Regions from separate parts of the Sus scrofa genome. Here region 1 is linked to region 2. Evidence: chromatin contacts called from public HiChIP or PLAC-seq data. All regions are on one chromosome and are shown on one strand. Each heading gives the region's core, a stretch centred on a gene start, on an enhancer-like site or on the middle of the called end of the contact. The rest is flanking DNA. Distances are from core to core; before and after follow the strand shown. Region 1 has its middle 660 kb from the start of ADGRL2. Region 2 has its middle 920 kb from the start of ADGRL2.

Region 1 (7,498 bases), core at 1,592-4,091, 260 kb after region 2:
ACCATCCCACCCTTCTGTTCTCACTGGCTTCTAAATTCCTCCTTCAGAAATATGACCATGATCACAGTTACATTACAACTAATTTGATCCTTTTGACGATCGACAAAATTGCTTAACAAAATTGCTCTTTTTCTTTGAACAATGTGCCTGATTGGTATACCAAATAGACTACACAAAATTCAATTCAATTTGCATTTGCAGTTTGAAACCATTTGGTGAAACCCAGTGAGGGCCACCAAAAATGTTGCTGGGCTACTAGTGGCACCCACAGGTTGTATTTTAAAGAATTTTTTCTCAAGTTTTGGGGGTTTCTCATTGTTTCTTTCATAAAATAGTCTCTCCAAGGTGTGTGTAGGGGCTGAATTGTTCCAGCAAAGGCAAACTGTGTTAATGGAAGCCAGGGAGAAACTTAATTATTCTCCCAATTTGCAAAGGCAATGATGTATCACATTAATACTTTTCCTCTGCTTTTCTTGCACATGAGTAGCTGAAAGTGAAATGATGTCCCAGTCCCCAGCATGTTTGCAAAGGTGACAAAAATTGCACCTCTGTACCTTTTCAATGGAAGAGTTGTTTTCTCCTGATGCTACTTGTCTGCATAGACCATGAAAGGAATGACATGGGCTATGAAAACACTGTAGCAGACAATGTGTTATTCCAAATTTATTCTAGGAGTCATTTTTTGGGTGAGGATTTTTCGGAATAATTTCTATTCTTCAGGGATGATGGCTCCTCCTAATCAGATCTTCTAATATTTTCTATTGATATTTTTATTGGCAATTCAGTCCATTTTAGGAGCATTCTTGAAATCTCTGAAATTCAAAAAATAATACACCTGCAACTGTACAATACTGTGATTGGGCAAATCAGCTTTTCTTCATGAAGAGCGTAAATTCCCAGAATGCTCTCTAGTGCTCTGTGACCAGAGCCAGGGCCTCTGTGTGTCACTACACAGTATACTTGGTAGGGTGGGGGGAGTAAACCAAACTGATAGATGATTCTCACTGTATGAGCCAACATGACCAGGTTATTAGGATGTCAGACTATATCACCTTCAGGAAAACAAGCCCTGGGTGTAAGATGCACAAAACTGGAATCCTCTAACTAGAATTGTGCTGAGAATGACTACAGAAAATTGCCGAAGCAGTAGAAATTTGTAGAAAAATAAAATTTTCCTTTGAACGCCAAACATTATTTGAGATTATAATGTTGAGTATAAAAAGCCAGTTAAAAACAAGAGTTTTGCATGGGAAAGAGAAAAAAGGGAAAGAATCAAGAAAGGAGGAAGAGATTGAGGAGAGGAAGAGGGAAGGAAAAGAGAGAGAGAGGGAGAGTGAAAGAGAAAAATGGTTTTGAAACATTTAAATAAAGTTGATTCTGGCTACTGTGAGTGAATATCAGTTGTTTTGTATACTAATATATATCTTAGAAGCAAAACAACTTACACTTTATCAAAATTTATTTAGTCCATAAGTGCCAGAATTCTCATAACCCTCTTTTTGCCAGATACCCAAGATTCCATCTGCTTACTTGCTAAAAACAACAGCTAGTGATTTCTTTAGTGTTTTCATGAAAAAGTGATTCACAAATAAATCTGAATTTTACTTTTCCACAATGTTTATTATATTAATCTCTCCAGAGGCTTCAGGTTTATATATCAGATACGCATCGATAGGTTCACTGTCCTTAGGTTGTAAAAGAATAAAAGAATTCTTTCTTCTTAGGAACATTCAGCTCATTACAGCTACCAAAAGTGAGGTTGCCAGTAAAAGATGAAACACTGGCCTAGCAGTCATGTTGGTTTTTCATTGCTTGTCTGGCTCTTTCAAGTCTCAATTAATTACTGAAAAAAAAAAATTATGGTGACTAAGAATGAAAGTAGTCTAGAAGAAAGAGAACTGTACATTTTGGCCACAGGAAATGTGACTTCTGTTCTTGGATTGTCTAGCTCCATCACCCAGTCCTGACTGACTTTGGAAGAATTCAGTTGCCTCTATTTCCCCAACAGTAAAGTAGGAATGAGCTGCAATTCCTACTGCCCGGGACTCTAATAAAAGGATGATGGATAATATGTATGCAAAAGTCCCATGTATATTTAACAAGTTATATTATTACTACTTTTATTTTATTTTATTTTATTTTATTTTGCCTCTAGTTATCAGTGAGCTTGTGCCAGGCCCTGTGCTAAGAACATTATATCCTTTAATCTTTAAATAAGCTATAGCATTATTGTCTTTTGAGAATTATAAAACTCAAGCCATTGCAGTTTATTCATCTTCTGCCCCAAGGTCTGCTCATTTGCTGTGCTATCTGCTGGGATCACTAGAGCAATGATCTCATCCATCAGCCATCCGGGAGCCAGCTGGTCTCTGCCGTCCACTGTGGCAGAGGCTCCCAGGCCCACGTGTTGCTCACAGCAACCTCACCTCATGCCTGGGGACCCCAATTTCACCGCTGATGCAGATGATGCTGCCTCAACCATGCAGATGCATAGCAGAAGCATCAGGGAGCGCGAATCCCAAGAGGCAAAGATTGGCCATTGTGAGATGGGGATGAGAGACTATCTTTTTCTCTCTTTCCGTCCTCCTTTCATACTGTTTGGAGATATAATAGCTTCTTTTTTTTTCCCAGGGCTGCACCCTTGGCATATGGAGGTTCCCAGACTAGGGGTCTAATTGGAACTGTAGCCGCTGGCCTACACCAGAGCCACAGCAACACCAGATCTGAGCCGTGTCTACCACCTACACCACAGCTCACGGCAATGCCGGATCCTTAACCCACTGAGCAAGGCCAGAGATCAAACCCACAACCTCATGGTTCCTAGTCGGCTTGTTTCCGCTGCGCCACGATGGGAACTCCCACAGTATTTTCTTCATCCTCTTTCTCGGAAGACGTCCTAAGAAACCAAGCAGTTAATTGATCACAAAACTGTGGCCAGTTCCATAAATTAGTTCCTAAATGTTTGTTCTCAGTTGATCACAAAGTAATTCAATTCCGTGAATTGCTTCCTAAAAAACTATTTACAGGGATACAATAAAATCAAACGCCAAAATGTTTATCCGAGTTCACTGATGCTACTTAATCCAGCAATCTGTCACAGGAGTCATATTACGCAAGTCCCATTTTCACTCAGTTGCCAGAGTCACTTGGGAAAGTCACATCTACTCATGCACTTTGGTTTCTTAATCTATAAACAGGAGCCTGAAGTAGGTCCCTTCCAGATCTGCATTTCATAATGTTTGCCTCGATCCCACTGGGGACTGCGGTAAGTCCCGCAGAAGAGAGGGCTGAAGGGTTTTGCTCGGACCTCTGCTGCCATCTCGCAGTCAGTTCAGGCCCAGGGTTTGAACCGGAAGATACCGCTGATTCCTATTTCAGGATTGAGGATGCTGAGGTCGCACCTGCGTGAGTTTCTCGCTGTGCTACTGTGAGTGAATGTCAAAGAAAAAGTTAGTGCCTGACTCCTAACATGGAAAATGGTGCACTAAATTTTGTCATTTTCCCCACTGTTTTATTATCCGTACCTGTTGAGAAAAAAGTGATTAAGCAGTGAGTGTTAGCTTGACTTACAGAGTGAGAAGAAACTGCATGCTGGTGGAGCAGCTCTGCTCTATGATTAGCTAATGAAGCAGAGGGGAGAGTGGATGAGGAGAAATAATGAGGCCGTGGAAACCAGGGTGTAGGGAAGAACTAACACACCCCCATTGGGAGCAGAGGGCAGACTGACTTACTATGAGGAGTTTGATTTAATGCACAAGATTTTCATCCCCCCCCCCCTTCTTCTTGTTCCACCGTCTCTGACTTCAAGAGAATCTCTATGCTCATGGTTCAACCCTTGCACCATGAAACACAAATATACAGTCAGAATATGGCCCTTCAACAAAGCAGCCTTCATCTGATTCTTAGTTTCAGTGTTACAGAATGGTACCCACTGCAATACTTAAAACTTTTATACATAGTAGTTAATACCTCCTAATCCCCTGTCTTGCCCCTCCCTGCTACCCTCTCCCCACTGGTAAGCACTAGTTTGATCCGCTGAATATGTGAGTCTGCTTCTTTTTTGTTACATCCACTGGTTGGTTTTATTTTTTTTTTTTATTCCACCTATAAGTGATTCCGTACAGTATTTGTCTGTCTCTATCTGACTTATTTCACTAGGCATAATATCCTCCAGTCCACCCACTGCAATACTTATTAATAGTGCATTTAGTTCCTTTGTGCTGGGCTTACACTTTTCTGAGTTAAACAGAATCAATTCCTGTTGTCTACAGGCCTGCATTTCAGACCACATGATATTAAAGTGGTCAAAATAGAATTATCCAACCTGGGTGATAATAGAGAAAAGGCAAGCCTATTCTAAATAAGTATTGCATTGTATTTTGAGTTCAGCAGTTGTGGTTTCTGAGGAGTGAGTGAGGAGCACATTAGAATACAAGAGAGATTCAATATCACACACGCCTAGTGGGGATGGCTACATGGAAAAAGAAAATGAAAGGGACTTTTGAAGGCTGTAAGGGACGTTATCTGGCAGATTCAGACAGGGGAAGTACTCCAGACACAGGGAGGGGAAGCCATAAAGGTATGCAATTAGAAGAAAATTGAGGTGTCTCCAGAATGAGGGAGAGCATGAACTGAAAGAAGGGCGAAAAATTGAATTGAGTGGTAAGATTAGTATGGAAGGAGAGAGAAGAATAGATCAAGAGATCCAGATGCCAAGAAAAACTAGAAAGAATGAAGGAAGTTGAGGGTCTTACTATTTTGCTCACAATCAGTATGGTGTTATTTCCTTTCCTGCACAGTCGGAAGTACTGATTCTCAAATTTCTTCTTTTCCTTTACTTTCTTGGTAGTTGTGAGCATGTCAATCCTGTCACTTGTGTTTTTGTTGTTCAAATTTTGGATTAGGCTCAAAAAAGTTGCCAAGAAGTCTTCAACTTTAGAAGAATTCACCATCCTGATCTGGGGGAGATGGTCAGCTTACCTGCCTTTTGACCCATTCATTCAAGAAACATTTATTGAGCTACTCTATTTCATTAACTGCTTGAGTCTATCTGAATCTCTTTGTAATTTAGTCACAAATTGAAAAATATGCTTGGCTTTGTTTTTCATGTATAAAGAGACCTGGGTTTTTGGCAGGATATTTAAAATATGAATAAACAAATGTTAAAATTATGAAAGTTATGACATAGCTAATCAATACATTTCAGAAATTATAGTCAGCTCTGTGTAGATACAATTCATGAAAATATCCTTCTTAAAAAATTAAATTAAAGGAGTTCTCATTGTGGCTCAGCGATAACGAATCTGGCTAGTATCCATGAGGATACAGGTTCAATGCCTGGCCTAGCTCAGTTGGTTAAGGATCGGGCATTGCTGTGAGCTATGGCTTAGTTCGCAGATGTGTCTCAGATCTGGTGTTGCTATGGCAAGGTTTAAGCTGGCAACTGCAGCTCTGATTCAACCCCTAGCCCAGGAACTTCCATATGCTGAGAGTGTGGCCCTAAAAAGACAAAAAAAAAAAAAAGAAAAATTAAATTAATAAATAGAAAATATCCTCAACTTCCCTTTCCCTCTCCCAGACATACAATGAGCAATCAAGTCCTGCCCATCCTTCCTCCACAATCCCTCAAACCAGACCCCCTCTCCATTCCCACTCATCTCTCTCTCTCTACCCTAATATCCAACCTCTTCAGTATCTCAAGACCACAGTTCTCCCCTCTGCCATCTTTCACCACTGGAATAAGAAACACAATGCTCTATGCACACCGGTGATCTGTCCTTCCTCTCCGCAGAAACAGGCAAAGGCTCACCTAGAATAACATACATACTTTTTCCCACATTGTTCCAAACCTCCCACAATCAGTCCTCAGGCTATTTTCCAAAAGAGACAGTCCCCTCCTCTCTTCACATTCCACATTTCTCACGGCCAGTTCTGTGCCTTGGTTTCTACACCTTAGGAAGGGATAATAACGGTACCTCCTCCACAGCAGTATTGAAGGATTCAGTAAGTGTCTGGCCCCAAATCAGCACTATCTGCATGAAGGTTATAAATATTATATATCAGAAGATCCCACTGTGGCTCAGTGGTAACAAGCCTGACTAGTATTCATGAGGACATGGGTTCAATCCCTGGCCTCACTCAGTGGGTTAAGGATCCAGAGTTGCCTTGAGCTATGGTGTAGCTCACTGATGCAGCTTGGATCCCAAGTTGCTGTGGCTGTGGTGTAGGCCAGCAGCTGTAGCTCTGATTCAACCACTAGCCTGGGAACTTCCATATGGCATGGGTGCTGCCCTAAAAAGCATTTATATATATATAATAGCATTTACATACATATATATATATATATATATATATATATATATATAATTTGTAGCACTAACATAAGCCCAACTTTGAATATTTGCTTATATGAGTATGTATTTCCCAATTCTCAACTGTATTTTCTGCTAATGTTCTAAGTCTTATTTGCCGAGGTGTCTCTTTTGATTATGCTCTGGGTTAGGCATTTTCGCAGTGTTATGTCATTTAACCAGCTTCATATGAACCCAGAGAGGATATCTAATTTTCAGGCCCCAAAGAGAGTTATTTGGGTGAAGCGAATAACTTGCTCCATTAGCTTGATCTGGTAACAAATCAAGGCCTGCGTGTAAGTGGACTCCATAACATTGGAGGACTATTTCAGCCTACAGGCTGAAACCTGGTTTTATCAAGCTGTAAGATCTATTTAAAACATGCTTTTTGAAAGCTGTATTGCATAAAGTCTGGATTTGAAATCACAACCCAAGGGGTCCTTTGGAAGATTTTTAGTAGAGCTTCTAGCCTGAAACAGAAGCACCTGAGATAGAAGAAAATCTCTTCTGTTTTTAAGTATCATCTGAAAAGATTTTCAAATCATCCTTCATAACCCACTGCAAAATTGGTATCTCAGAATTTTTAAAGTGCCTTCACTACGATATAAATTATCCTGCAAAATCCACTTTTTGTTTTTTCTTTCTTTTGTAGAAATGAAACTAATTAGTACACTTTGATATAATAATAATTCCACTATTTAAGCACCTCTTTTCCTTATTTATTTTTTTTTGTAGGCTGTGTCCGCAGCATATGGAAGTTCCCATCCTAGGGGAGGAATAGGAGCTCCAGCTGCCAGCCTACACCTCAGCCCAGCAACGCCAGATCTTAGCTGCTTCTGCCACCTATACCACAGCTCACAGCAATGCTGGATCCTTAACCCACTGAGCAAGGCCAGGGATCGAACCCGCATCCTCATGGTTCCTAGTCGGGTTCATTACTGCTGAGCCACAATGGGAACTCCCTAAGCACCTCTTTTTCTAGATTAAATAAATATCAGCAGTCTAATCATCTCTGTGCCTCTTCACAAACTTGCTCAGAAATTTCCCATGTAAATTTGTAAAGACGAAACTAGTACAAAGAACTCCAGTTTCCCTATTGATAAACTTTGTAAAAATAGTAAGTCAGATTCTTTAGTTAGATATTTTTC
Region 2 (7,247 bases), core at 2,512-5,011:
GGCCGCTCCTGCAGCATATGGAGGTTCCCAGGCTAGGGGTCCAATTGGAGCTGCAGCCACTGGCCTACGCCAGAGCCACAGCAACGCGGGATCCGAGCCGCGTCTGCAACCTACACCACAGCTCACGGCAACGCCGGATCCTTAACCCACTGAGCAAGGGCAGGGACGGAACCCTCAACCTCATGGTTCCTAGTCGGATTCGTTAACAACTGTGCCACGATGGGAACTCCTCCAGCTTTGCATCTTTACTCTTTCTCTCTCTTTTTTTTTTTTTTTTTTCCTAACCTCTTCAGGGTTACTACTGGAGATGTCAAAAAAAAATCTTGGGGGAAAGGAAAATGAGCTCTTCATCAGAAGCTGGTCATGGATACTTGATGTCAGGTCATTTGAATGCAACTAAATTCACCCCAAACATCCATGAATACATTTGCATGGGAGCACAAGTATTTTAAGCTATGGTACTAGTAGCCGGACAGAAAAATACAACTGATTTTTTAAAGTTGTGTATGTATGTTCCATATGGAAGCTGAATAATACAGTTTGTTTCTGTTCTAATCAAATACTAACTCTGTTCTTTGGTTAGCCCCCAAGTGTTCTCTACTCTCCCACTCAAACCCTGATCACAACTGCAGAACCTATCTCTAAAGTTCGCAGTCTGTCTTGCAATCAGCCAGAGTTTTCCATGCAGGGCAGCAAACGCAGTCATGGTGGTCCCTTCCTGATACCTTCCTAGGTGTTCCGGTTACTCTATGAAGTTTACAAACTCTTTCTCTATCCAGCCCCTTCTGGTGAAATTAGGTGGATCTCATCAGCTAAAGAATAATTACCATTTTGTTCTCTAAACACACACTTCACATGTCACTCAGCAGATTCCACCTGCCTTGTAACTGTGGATTCTGGGAAGGAAATGGGACATTTTTCTCAACTTCTGGCTCTCCGGTAATACAATCTTTATGAAAGGACAATGCAGGTGTTTTTCAGTGCAAGATTCCAGATCCTCTAACAGGGTCCCTCAAAGTCAGCCTCAGCCTTTGAATCTCCCTCCTTAATTCACTCTTCCTACCTCCTCCTCCTTTCCCTCTTTTTTTCTGCAGAGCTTTCAAACAGGGCTGCCAGTGTTTGTGCTCTGAATGGTGCTTTAAGGTTGCAGTTCCCAGGTGTCTCAAGCTAAAATTCCTGGGGTAGAGAACATTTATAGCTCAGCACATGTTTTCATAGTCAATGGGAAAAAATTCTTCCGAGGCTCCTAATGGACTTTCTTCAGTAATATGCTTCATGGCACCCCTGGTTGTGGGGGGAGAGTGACGCTGCCAGAATATTTCTTTTTTATGGCTTTTGTTGCTTTGACAGCTTTGATTTTATGGCAACTTTAATCATGTGTGTCCTATTTCTTCACCTCTGGCATTTTGCAAATATTCCATTTCTCTATCGCTGCTACCATAACTGCCTTCAACAAATTGTGATTCATCAAACTGTTTCCCCATGTCCTTCTATTACATCCACAGGGGAAACCCCAAAGGGAACTACATCAAGCAAACAAGGCAATGCTAAATGCTCATGAGTAAGAAAATCTATTAATTAAAAAGGGGAGGAGAGAGAGAAGAGGAAGGAAAAATATTACGTGTATAAGTTAATGCAGCCCCAAGACACCACAGGCAGTAACTTACACACTGACACTTTACACAGGCTTTATGAGTCTGTTTACTCTATTCATGCCTATTCATTAAAAAAAAAATGCACTATCAGGTATAAAAACACAATGTACACGTGTTATCTTAAAGATACAGGGAGTCAATAGATCATACGTGAGCTTTAACAATATTATATTTACCTTTCTTGTATATTCATAGAATAATGGAAGTGGAAATGAAAAAGAGCTGGAGATGGAAAAGACCAAACAGGTTATCCATTCAATCTTGCTCTGTCAGAAGATTGTTCTGGAGTGATACATCTTGGGTTTTGTCATGTGGAAATTAGTGTGTGCTCTGTGTCATAGTTTTCAACCACTTCGGAGCAGTTTACTTCTGAAGAGTAGAATTCTTGGACACAGGCTGTTTTCCCCCAACACCAGAAGTAAATTTTGACTTCACTAATTTTCTCACCCTTTCTTCTCATTTTAATTCCCGGGATGTTGTATAAAAATGAACTCTGCTGTTTTGACATTTATACTATTCTGATATTCCTTGGATGATTCTCTGGTTTCTATTACTTATCTAAAATAAATCCAGTGACTGGTTCTCCTTTTTTCCTGAGAGGTCGCCCCTAGGAAATATATATCACCCATCAGGCCAACTGTTTTGTGTTTACCATTTTCCCGAGAGGATGAGATTAGGATAATGTTCAGAAGATCTTTGCAAAAGGAAATGCCTCTCCTCAGCCACTCTCCTTCTGGCACTCTCCAACTAGGGAGAATTGCCCATGAGCCCCTGCAGCTCGCATGCCTCACACTAGCAGCCATTTCTGCCTATTGAGCATGTATTTTTCGGATTAATTTGTCCCACTTTACGCTTAAATCTTACTTAGCTATAAGCCCTGTTTCTGTTCCAAGACAGTATGGTCCATTTTTAGGACTCCTCTTTTCTTGCAAATATTGGTACTGTTTTCAGATTTCATTAAAGTGCTATTTACTCTCTTTTATAGATCATTACGGATTTTTTTAAATTTTGAGTGAAGTTAATGCTATAGTTTGTAACATTACCTCTCTAGATTGATCAATTCATGGTCCTTTAAAAGCATTTTACTGCTTTTTTACAAAAGTTAAGCCAGTTTCAGGTTGTTGACTTTGAGGCCACCCTCAAGAAAGAAGAAAAGAAAAAAGATATGATGCTATAAAATATTTTACAAAATGCATTATCATTATCAGATTTATCTACATGCCTAAAAAAAGTTTTAGAGTTTGTGACACTGATGACAAAAAGCATAGATTATAAGTGCCAAGAGTTTATTTACTTTTTACCTCCAAATCTATCAAAAAGTATAAAGATGATAAGCCCACGCAGAATGAAGTTTGTATATTTAGATAACACATCAGTTGTTCAAAGCCAACTAATTTTAACATGTGAGTTTTGCTATATAAAACACCTAGGTTAACCTCATAAACAGGGATTCATAAAATCAAGGACTAGAAAATACCGGTGTAGGTGTCCAGAAATTGTGCTGTAAAGTTTCCATGTATTAAGTCTAAACCTTGTAACATCCCTGCAAGTCATAGGGGCAAACTAAGGTACAGGGAGGTAACTTGCCTAAGATCACAGAAAAGATTAAATAACAGAGACAGAATTAGAACACAGGTGTATATCCCCAACTTCTACAGGTATGCAGAATATGGATCAAAAGAAGAAAAGACCAGAGCCAAGGGTCAAATGAAGGATCTCTGTAGTCGTCCAGGTATGCACAATGCTACAGAAGCATGAAAAGCATGGTCATATGGACATGCGATAAAGTGAAAACAGACATGAAGTGGAGCTGCAGTAATTACAATGGGAGAAGTAAATAGAAGCCTGGTCATAAAGAACTTGCTCTTTGCTGCCCAAAATAGTTCCAAATTTATCCTACTGATAGTCATTGAAGAGCTTTAAGCAAGAACGCTGGGATCCCTCTGATTTAGAACATCAAAGGTAATTTGAAGATAATAAGGATGGACAAGGAAACCCACTAACAGGGATTATGCAATACACTAGGTAAAGACTGAGGCAATTTTGAAGTAAAGCAAAGGACAGTGAAAGCAGAAGTAATGAGTAATGCTAATTAATTCATTTGCAGAGTAGAGTTGAGTAAAAGAGAGACTACCTCACTGCTGAGTATACAGTGATGCCTTTCATTGGGGTAGAAATGTAGAACTCAGAAACTGTTACAAAAAAAAAAAGACATGTATATACAGGGGTAAGGACACCGAAGGGAGAGGGAGGTCAGGCTGGATGAGTTTGTTTTGGAGATGGCTAAGTTTAATTTGATACCGTTGAGTTTGATGGATGCATACAGTACAGTACAGTTCAATAATATTAGATGCAATTACTCCCCTCAAAATATAAAAAGTTGTGTTCTAAATTGCGAGGATTTTCCAAACATGCATACCCAGGCCCTACTTTAGATGTTATGACTCAGAAGAAAACTGAGACAGATACTGAGACAATGATTCTACTTCTAGCTTCATTACCTATACACTGTTCCTGTGCAAATCGAGATCTCTAAATGGCTTTATTTCTAAACAGTTAATATAATAGCACTCGTAAACTACCTCATGGACAGCAATTTAATACAAAGATCATTTAGGTCAAGTGCTCTGAAATCTGAGAGAAACAAACTCTAAACAGAAATATCACATGAATTTATGTAACTTTTGGGAAAATATGTCAGATGTATTTGGAACAACTCTTTTTTGACTCATGAATTTCACTGCATAGCTTCCTCCTCTTGTGAAGTAACAACTTTTGAGTTATATTTTATTGTTTACAATGAACCTTTACATATATAGTAATATTGGCTTCCAAATGAAGTTTATGAGGTAGACTGGGCAAGTTGCTTTATCCACATTTTACAAATGAGGAAATTGGTCTCAAAGAGGTTAAATGACTTACCCAATGTAATCCTGGCACAATATCTTTCAAATATTAACAAATATATCTGATAAAACCATGATTGCTTCAATTTATATTCAAAAGCATGTTATTTAACTTCTATGAAGCTAATGATCTCATGACATTTTTCCTCTACCATTATCTACTGAATTCAGTGTTATAGACATACTCTCTAAATGACCCTATTTTGCCGAGAAAATGTTTTTCTGTCATTATTTTTTCAGCTCTTAAAAGAGGGGCAGAGAATTGTCTATCCACAATTTTCCCTTCCTTTTGCTCATTTTATCCATGTGCCTATACCTCAGAAAATATAATTTTGTACTTCATTATACATAATACAATGTATTATATTATTGATATTATATATTATATACAAAAAGTTGTGTCTTCCAATATGAAAATTTTCCAAATATGTATAACCAGGCCCTATCTTAGAGATTACCATTCAGTAGTTCTGAGGTGAAGTTTAGGCTAGCAAAAAGCAACCAACCAATCAAAAACAACCCCCTCCCCCCCAAAACACTGACAAAGCTTAACAAAATACATATATATATATATCTCCTCTGGTGGATGTACAGTGGCCCAAAGTAAATGTATATATATAATATAAAATTTTGGCCCAGGAGCAAATCCTGAACAATTTAACACTATTAAGGATACATCATTCTCCTTAATGGTGACTGGCATACAGATGGGCATATATAGCATATGTTAATAATCCTTTAAAGTATTTAATTTTAAAAAGTTGACTCATTTCATACTTTTTCACTTACTAGGTATCACATATGCAATAGAGTAAATGTATTAGAAAGGGGTATACTAACTAAGCCATTGGATATTAAGTGACGTACAAATGGCCTCAGTGTGGCATCTGACGCCTTCAAAAATTTTATTCAAAATCACTTATGTTTGTTTAGTGTATTTTTCTGGTTAGACTATCTACAGCTTTTATCAGTCTCAAAGGATTAAGAACCACTGTGTAGGATAAAAAGAATCCTCTTCCTTTACTATTCTTGAATCAGATTGACACAAACCAACATGTTCATTCAAATAAAGAATAATTTGGAGTTCCTTCATGGCTCCATGGTTAACGAATCCGACTAGGAACCATGAGGTTGCGGGTTCGATCCCTGGCCTTGCTCAGTGGGTTAAGGATCCAGTGTTACCGTGAGCTGTGGTGTAGGTTGCAGATAAGGTTCGGATCCCACATTGCTGTGGCTCTGGTGTAGGCCGGTAGCTACAGCTCCAATCGGACTCCTAGCCTGGGAACCTCCATATGCCGCAGGAGTGGCCCAAAAAATGGCAAAAAGACAAAAAAAAAAAAAAAAGATTTGATCTCTGATTTATCACTTCCTATAAGAATAGAGCATGTATATAATTTATATATAAAGCTATACCACTTGGTGGAGGATAGAAAATACAAGAAGCAGTAGATGTGTTTTTCAAAAAGGAAGATATAAATTAGGCAATTGGATTTTTAGTTCTGCATCATTTCATTCACAGCAATATAGAGTGGTTTAATATTCCTTCCAATACCAATAAAATAAGCATATGAAAAATGTAGGAAAAAATATTTGGAATGGTACATACAGTATTCATAAAGTTATATTGCTAAACTTTGGAAGAGCAAACCTAACACATTTATCACAGTGTCTACCATTCTGGATTCATCTCTGAAAACTCCATCCTACCCCCAGCCCCATCCACTCCCAAGCTCTATCTATAAAGGAAGTACTCTTCTCTCTAGAATTAAAATGTCTATTTCTCTATGCTTCTGAACATATCATCCCTTCTCTCACAATATTCTCTCCTGTCCTCTTCACTTGTTGCCTGACATATGACCCATTACTCATTACGTGTTCCAGAGTCACTTCCTCTGAGAAGAGCTTCTTAGGAAGAGTATGACACTCACTCTTCTTTGCTCTTGTAGGACCCCAGGCATTGATTCAACAAATATTTATTCAGCACCTCCAAGCACTGGAGATATAGCAATGATCAAAATGAAGACAATATTCTAGTGGGAGTAAGTAGACAATAAGCAAATAAACACATAATATTTGGCAGAGCGAATAAGTTATTTGAAGAAAAATAAATCAAGCTAAGCAAAGAGCAACTGGGGTGGAAGGCAGCTATTGCAGATAGGGTAGGGAGAAAAATCCTCCAGGGAAGGGTAACATTTGAGCAAAATTCTGAATTAAGTGAGGGAAATGACAACATTTAGGGGAAGAGGGAACAGCAAATTCACCAACTTGCAGATGTTTAAAGAAAAGAGGAGAGCAGAGAGAGTGAAAGGTAGGAGGAATGGGAGATGAGGCCAGAAACGTAGCCTGATGCCAACTTGGGCTTTAATAGGTTCCGGCAAAGACTTATGGCTTTTATCTTAGTAAGATAAAAGTTATGAGCAAGATGGGACTTGACTTTACTTTTATTTCTAAAAGCTCATTTGAGGAGTTTCCTGGTGGCCTAGTGGTTAAGGGTCTGGCATTGTCACTGCTGTGGTGCAGGTTAGATCAATGTCCTGGGAACTTCTGCATGCCCCTGGGCATGGCCAAAAAAACTGTTTATATACAAGCTGATTATGGCTGCTCTAAGTACAGTACAGGTCTGTCAGTGAGGAGGCAAGGAGATGCAGAAGAGGCTACTACAGTGGTCCAGGTCAAAACTGGTGGT

Evidence for each region. HiChIP or PLAC-seq counts read pairs in DNA pulled down with a chosen protein or histone mark.
Region 1: an H3K27ac HiChIP or PLAC-seq map of alveolar macrophages shows a contact between it and region 2. The contact joins two enhancer-like sites. A contact is called at or near these places in 1 of 47 Hi-C or Micro-C datasets (epiblast stem cells) and 1 of 2 datasets of contacts at active chromatin or transcription factors (alveolar macrophages).

Annotation. Positions count from the first base shown.
Region 1 is chr6:131,704,045-131,711,542 of Sscrofa11.1, forward strand. No RefSeq gene overlaps it. Among named protein-coding and RNA genes, the nearest start is that of ADGRL2, 660 kb to the right of the region's middle. Within about 2 kb of position 2,842, at least 3 of the 83 cell types and tissues checked have an H3K27ac peak or open chromatin away from gene starts, as enhancers often do. A contact at or near this core is called in alveolar macrophages, where this site is marked.
Region 2 is chr6:131,444,725-131,451,971 of Sscrofa11.1, forward strand. No RefSeq gene overlaps it. Among named protein-coding and RNA genes, the nearest start is that of ADGRL2, 920 kb to the right of the region's middle. Within about 2 kb of position 3,762, at least 2 of the 83 cell types and tissues checked have an H3K27ac peak or open chromatin away from gene starts, as enhancers often do. A contact at or near this core is called in alveolar macrophages, where this site is marked.